2 separate regions of the Mus musculus genome follow, and region 1 is linked to region 2. The links are chromatin contacts, called in public Hi-C maps. All regions are on one chromosome and are shown on one strand. Each heading gives the region's core, a stretch centred on a gene start, on an enhancer-like site or on the middle of the called end of the contact. The rest is flanking DNA. Distances are from core to core; before and after follow the strand shown.

Region 1 (3,698 bases), core at 581-3,080, 53 kb before region 2:
AGAGAACCAGACTCTGCAACCCCCCTTATCTATGTGTCTGTCTTTTCTTCATTCTCTGGAGGTCCCCAGGCAGGTCCAAGCCTTTGGAAGCCATGGCTAGTGGACACGGCAGTAATGTCTCCCTCCATTTTCAGCTCTGGTCCTGTTAATTTGGGTGTTCCCTGGTTTGGTTAGTTTTGGCTCTGGGTTTGTCACTCTTGTTTCTCTTTTCAGATCACCAACTTCATTGACTCTTTGTATCTTTGTTGTTTCTAGTTCATTCACTTCTGACTGGATCACGCTTCTTTCTAGCTACCGATTCTTGGGTTTGGCTTGGTCTCCTTTTCCCAAGACCTAAGATACATTGCTACTTATTTTCCATCTCTCTAACTTTTGAACTTAGGTACTTGCGGCTGTAAACTTCCCCATTAGGGTTGCTTGCATTTTATCCCATGGGTTTGGTTATGGTGCGTTTTCCTTTTTTTATTCAATTCTAGAAATCTTTAAGTTTCCTTCTTGATTTCTTTGATGACCCCCATTCAGTGGTGCAGTGTCCAGTCTTTGTGAGTTTGTGTTTACTCTATAGTTTCTCCTGCAGTAGTTCTCAGATTCCATCCCATTGCGGTCAGGTAGAGGATGAGAACTTGTCTGTATCTCCTTATATTTTAAAAACCTGTTTTGCTTCCTAGTGCATAAATTGTTATAGAAAGAGTCCTGTGAGCTACTGAGAAAAGTGTGTATCCTGTAGTGTTGGGATGGAATGGTCTGTAGATACCTGTTAGGTCAGAAGAGCAATAATGTCATTTAACTGAGGGGCTGCTCTTTTTATCTATTTGTGTGTAATTCACCTGTCAGCGAGAGTGAACAAATAAATAAATAAATAAATAAATAAATAAATAAATAAATAAATAAATAAATAACAGGTATTTAAAAAGCAAATTCATTTTCTTCTTAGCTCATGATAGGACTCCATCACTGCTGCCAGTCAATGTTCCTTGAAACATCTGAGTTCCAGGGACTCTTCCTTCCTTCCTTCCTTCCTTTTAAACAAAACCTACTCAGTGGTAAATGAGATGCTAGCAATCTAATGTGGAAAAAAAAAAAGAATGTTTTCCCATTCAGCCAGAGTCAAAGCCCCAGCTGACTTGTTTTCTCCCTGAAACACTGGTGAGCTGGAGGCCAGGAGTCAGGGCGCAGCTGTTGTCTGATGATGCTAATAATTATAAAAGTTAATTTGGTTGGTCGGTTAAGAGTGGATGTTCAGGATGGCCAAATAAGACTGGACAGTACTTGATAACAGGCAGTGCCGATTGACATCTGTCAGAAAGAAGCAGGGGGTAGGAAGATGCTGGCCACGCATTTGTAAGCGAGGCCCTGAGGATCCCACCATGCCTTGGCAGGCATGTACCCACGCAGCTGCAGCCACATTCTTCTCAAGTGCCACAAAGTACTGCCAGGCCGAGGCGCTGATTCTTGGCCCAGTACTGTTCTCCCTGCCTGTTGTCAGACAGGCTGACTTGGCCCTTTCCACGCAGGGTGAATGGCTCAGCTGATTTTGGCCAAGATCTGATTACCAATTGTTTTCCTGACCTTGGCTGCACCAGCCATGTGTCTCATTCCAAGACAGCTGCATTTCCTCAGCCATCCACCACACTGAGGACACCTTCCTCCCTGTTGGCAGGGCTGATGGTATCCAGTGCTCTGTGTTTCTCCAAGAACAGCTCCTTTCTGATTCAGAGAAGCTCTCGGGACCTTTGTGAGACCCCCATGACCTCAGGAGCAGAGACTCACTTAGAGCCACGAGGGAATGTGGGGTGACAACTGAGCAGTCAGCCAGAGTGATGCACAGCAGGCGGCGGCCACAGGGCCATAGCAGCTGGGGTTCTGCAGCCCAGGCTGGCTCAGCTCAGCTCGTCTGTGCTTTATTCTTTGTCTCTACCTCACATGCCAGGACAAACTACTGGCACTATAGAGGGAGAACTAATTCTCTACTTGGGTGTGTAAGAACTATTTAACCCACTGTGTGTGTGTGAGAGAGAGAGAGACAGACAGACAGACAGACAGACAGACAGAACCGATTCGCCAGAAGGCAAGGGAGAACACTCCTCACTACTCTGTGCCTTGGGGCAGGATATTTGATTGTGATTGATTGATTGATTGATTTACCACTTTGGAAAAATAATATAGACCTTTTTAAATCAACCACCATTTTAAAAATCACATAATATGTCACTAAAATCTGTTCCTTCCCCAATCTTGTCCTTGAAGCATTTGTATAGCTGACATCCCAGGTGTGCATATATCATGCACACACACTCACATGTACACTCACATATGCACACAGACACATACACATAGGCACAGAGCCACACGCTCAAGCCTGCCAGTGTCTGTCTTAAGTCCCTTGACAGGTTTACAGTAAACAGGACCTTCTTCCTGGCTGGGTCTGCTCCTCCTTCCCAGGTCATCAGAGGTGGCAGCAACCTCAAGGAGAAGGCCAGGTGGGAGAGAGTGGCTGGCTGAGGCAGTCTGCTGAGATGTGGCCTGTCACAGACTTTAACAAGGCGTTCACCACATTTTTTTTTCCTGCTTTCTTAACTGTAGCTCATCTTTTTAGCCTCACTTATGGATGACCCTGCAAAAGAAAGGTCATGCCTGCTGACTCCCCCACCCCTTACCCTTAATTAGCAGTCTGTAGCATCCTTTGTCCTCTCAGCCTGAATGGGTCTTGCCCCAGCTTCATTGTGGGAGCCCATCAGATACTCATAGCCTTGATTAAATCACCTCCTTTCACATCTTAACATCTCAGCTCTCAAAGCGGCCCTGACGGCCTCTCCCCCTGTGAGCAGCGCCATCTCTCCCGCACGCTTCCTGAACACTCCACAGCCTACTTTTAGTGGGTAAGTGCTGCTCTGCACAATATTCTAAATGGAGCTCGAGCAGGCCCTTTAAAAGGCTGCCATTACCTTTTTGAACTGTCAGACTCCAGAAGTTGTTCCCTCAGGAAAGCTACCTTGTGCGGTCTCTCTCTTTGGAACTGCAAAGTAGGATGCAGCAGGCCCACGGCCTACAGTCCCCTAATTATTAGCCTTCAGTCAAGGCCATGTGCTTATGACTGGAAGCTGGATGGAGCACACACACGTTCTCTCTCTCTCCCTCCCTCTTTTTCTCCCTCTCTTTCTATTTTTTAAATGCTCCATGGCCTTTTGCTATTGTAAGGTAGTAACTTGAATACTAAACTTCTATACCCATCTCCAGAGACCTTTCAAAATCTAACTACCAATAATAAATTATTATTATTATTACTATGTTTTGAAGAGATGGGGCATAAAGGGAGGTCTTCAGGTCATGGGGTGCTCCCAACAAGTAGGACAAGGCTCTTTTTTTCTCTTGTCCTGATCATGAGGTGAACAGTTTTTCTAGCCACCTTCCCTCCAAAGCTATTCAGTGCCTCCACCAGAGGCCTAAACAGCAGTGGGTGGACCCAGCCAAGGACTGGAGTCCTGGGGTGTGTCCTCCTGAGGAGATGCACCAGCTCCATCCAAACAGGCTATCAACAGATGGAGGAAAGGGTTCTCGTCAAGACCAGCTTGGTGAAGCAGGGAGCTCCCTGGATTTCACTTCCATGAACATGGGTCACTCCCAGACAGCTATGACATCATCAAATCCCATCCCAGCATGGATGATGACTCTCAAAAGCTGAACCCAAGGCCAACCTG
Region 2 (3,532 bases), core at 532-3,031:
TTCAGTTGGTGGTTTTAAAAAAAATCATGGATATAAAATCATAAGATTTCTTTCCTCTGAGTTAACTCACCTTGACAACTGTCCCCATTACAATGTACTACTCAAGTGGATTCTGTTGAAAAAACAAAAAACAAACAAAAAACCAAAACCACTATTTAATTTCCAAGCCAGGGTATTTTCAGAGGGAAACCCCAAAACGATTAAATGCCTTCAGTGGAATTTAATCTAAGTCAAACTCAGCAAAAATCTAGGCTCACTTCAAGAGGGAAAAAATGTTTCTCTCACTTTGAGTAAAGTGACATTTTCTCTACAGCTATGACATTTGATGCGTCTTGGCTATTTGTTCCCTGGTGAGGGGCTTCTTAGGGATCTACTTCTTTCCCCAAGAAAAGAACCTTCTGTGTTTTCTCAGCCATTAGCAGGGAAGAGATCCCTAGACAAGTTGCCGGGTCTGGGTCCAAATCTGGCGTCTAGTGTGGCGTGTGTGTACCAGGGGTGTCCTTCGTTGTTGTCTCTTGCCAGTGGCACGGGAGGAAGCGGCTGGTCCTCTCAGGCTGCAGGCTCCCTCTGAGGACAGATTGGCCACCCCCACCTCCCCACACCCCCGGCAGCACGCGTCTCTTTTGCGTCCAGATTGGCCGCGACCCGCGCTCAATAGCGGGAGGTTAATTTCCTTCACAAAGGTGAAGGGGGCACGACTCCGGGGGGGGGGGGCCCCCGCGCCCAGACAGGCGGTTGCTTTATTCCGCAGCGCCTTGATTGGAGCCCTTGATTTAGCATCTGATGTCAACCCACAGACAAAATGCCCGCTCAGAATGAAAATGCATGAGGCTGCGCAGAGGGTGAAAACCAACTTCACCGTGCGTGGCCCACTTGGGTCAACTCCACAGGCGTTGCCTACGCCCTGGACAGCGAGGAGGCTCCTGAAGCCTGGGTCCGACCCTGGCAAAGATGCCAATCCTCCGGCTTCAGGCATATTAGGGAAAGGAACGTAACTTCAGATATTCAAGTTCCTTTTGGAAGCCAGCCAGCAGGCCAGGGATGCAGCCTCGCATCCGAGGGCGATCGAAAACGTGCTATGCCAACAGTTTCTCCAACTCGAGAGAAGCTTTCGAGGCCCGCCGGCAGGTTGAGCCCGTGAGCCCAGACCCGGCGCTCCGCCGAAGCCCGCTGGCTCAACGTGTTTACTCTCTGAAGCCCGGGTTCCCGCGGCCAGAGCACGGTCGGGCCACTGGCTGTCCGGAGTTGAGTTGCGCGTTCCCCTTGCCGATGATTTTCCATACGACGCGCGGAGCTCCCGCGCCCTTCTCCCGCAGCAGCCGCGGCCCTCGGGTCGCCCCTGCCCCCACCCCATCAGCGCGCCCAATTTCCCCCTGGGCTCCGGCTCGCGGATTGAACCCTCCTGACATATTTGGGGCCATTCTTCTCCTTTGTTGCTATTTAGCTCGCGACCCGCGGGTAATCCTCGCGCGGGAGGGGGGCGCACATTGTCGTGCTGATGGACGGGCCCATTTGGCGGCTCCGCGCCCCCCGGAGGAGACACACAAAGCCCAGGCACGTGCGCCTCCCCATAGAGGAGCAGCAGACCGTGAAGGGAGGCGGGGCCGGGCGTGTGCCTGGGCCAGGCGGGGCGGCGGCGCCGGGCGCGGCGGGGCGGGGCGGGGCGGGGCGGCCGAGGGGCGCGCGCTGGGGCCCCGCGCCCTCAGGTACATCTGCCGCACCTACCGGGCGACCCTCGAGTCCCGGCCCCTTTTTTGCCGCTCCGTCGCCCTCCCGCCCTCGTCGGCGGAGGAGCTGCGGACGCTCTGATTGGCTCTGGGGGAAGCGGGAGGCGAGAACAATGGCCCCCTCCCCCCGTTAAAAGGGAGCGGCGCCCGGGCCCGGGGACAGGGACGCGCGTGCGGAGCGCAGAGCCGGGCCAGCAGCCGCGGGCACTGCGGGAGTCCCGAAGCCGCCGCGTGCAGGCGATGGGCTGGGGTCACTGAGGGCCGCCAGGGCCGAGCACGGAGGTGGGACCCAACCAGTGCGTCGCCCTTTTCACCGCGCCAACATGCCCCGCGGGTTTCTGGTGAAGCGCAGCAAGAAGTCCACGCCCGTGTCCTACCGGGTCCGCGGCGGCGAGGACAGTGACCGGGCGCTGCTGCTGTCACCCGGCTGCGGGGGCGCCCGCGCCGAGCCCCCGGTGCCCAGCCCCGGGCCGCTGCCGCCACCTCCGCCGCCGGCGCTCGCGGAGCGCGCCCATGCTGCGCTCGCCGCCGCGCTCGCCTGCGCGCCAGGCCCGCCGCCGCCACCCCCGCCAGGCCCGCGGGCCGCGCACTTCGGCAACCCCGAGGCTGCGCACCCGGCGCCTCTCTACAGTCCCACGCGGCCGGTGAGCCGCGAGCACGAGAAGCACAAGTACTTCGAGCGCAGCTTCAACCTGGGCTCGCCGGTGTCCGCTGAGTCCTTCCCCACGCCCGCCGCGCTGCTCGCAGGGGGAGGCAGCGGCGCCAACGGCGCTGGCGGCGGCGGCGGCGGCACCTGCGGCGGAGACGCGCTGCTCTTCGCTCCCGCCGAGCTCAAGATGGGCACTGCGTTCTCCGCCGGCGCCGAGGCGGCCCGGGGTCCTGGGACCGGTCCTCCACTGTCCCCCGCCGCGGCCCTGCGGCCCCCGGGCAAGCGACCGGCGCCCCCCGCCGCTGTCGCTACAGAGCCGCCCGCCAAGGCAGCCAAGGCCCCGAGCGCCAAAAAGCCGAAGGCCATCCGCAAGCTGCACTTCGAGGACGAGGTGACCACGTCGCCGGTTCTGGGGCTCAAGATCAAGGAGGGCCCGGTGGAGGCGCCGCGGGGTCGCGCGGGGGGCGCGACCCGACCCCTGGGCGAGTTCATCTGCCAGCTGTGCAAGGAGGAGTACGCTGACCCGTTCGCGCTGGCGCAGCACAAGTGCTCGCGCATCGTGCGCGTGGAGTACCGCTGCCCAGAGTGCGCCAAGGTCTTCAGCTGCCCGGCCAACCTGGCCTCGCACCGCCGCTGGCACAAACCACGGCCGGTGCCCGCGGCGGCCCGCGCGCCAGAGCCAGAAGCCGCCACCAGGGCGGAGGCGCGCGAGGCTGCGGGCGGCGGCAGCAGCGATCGGGACACGCCGAGCCCTGGCGGCGTATCCGAGTCAGGCTCCGAGGACGGGCTCTACGAGTGCCACCACTGCGCCAAGAAGTTCCGTCGCCAGGCCTATCTGCGCAAGCACCTGCTGGCACATCACCAGGCGCTGCAGGCCAAAGGCGCGCCCCCGCCCCCGCCGCCGCCGCCACCCCCCGCCGAGGACATCCTGGCTTTCTACGCGGGGCCCGACGAAAAGGCGCCCCAGGAGGCCTCGGGCGACGGCGAGGCGGCCGGCGTGCTGGGCCTGAGTGCGACCGCCCAGTGCCACCTGTGCCCAGTGTGCGGGGAGACCTTCCCCAGCAAGGGCGCCCAGGAGCGCCACCTGCGCCTGCTGCACGCTGCCCAGGTGTTCCCCTGCAAGTACTGCCCGGCCACCTTCTACAGCTCCCCGGGC

The links. A called contact is a pair of places that touch in the nucleus more often than the background predicts.
Region 1: a contact with region 2 is called in a Hi-C map of cerebellum, with 2.2 times the contacts expected there. The contact joins the enhancer-like site here to the promoter of Insm1 in region 2. A contact is called at or near these places in 1 of 39 promoter capture datasets (the C10 cell line), 5 of 484 Hi-C or Micro-C datasets (the N1E-115 cell line, cerebellum, cortical neurons and 2 more), 1 of 115 datasets of contacts at active chromatin or transcription factors (embryonic stem cells) and 3 of 9 other capture datasets (adipose tissue, liver and pancreatic islet).

The regions. Positions count from the first base shown.
Region 1 is chr2:146,166,866-146,170,563 of GRCm38.p6, forward strand. All of the region lies in intron 25 of Cfap61 (cilia and flagella associated protein 61), which reads left to right. Among named protein-coding and RNA genes, the nearest start is that of Insm1, 53 kb to the right of the region's middle. Within about 2 kb of position 1,831, at least 41 of the 459 cell types and tissues checked have an H3K27ac peak or open chromatin away from gene starts, as enhancers often do. A contact at or near this core is called in the N1E-115 cell line and cerebellum, where this site is marked.
Region 2 is chr2:146,220,216-146,223,747 of GRCm38.p6, forward strand. It overlaps Insm1 (insulinoma-associated 1), which reads left to right and starts at 1,782. Exons shown (of 1, transcript NM_016889.3): 1 at 1,782-3,532. The coding sequence starts at 2,051.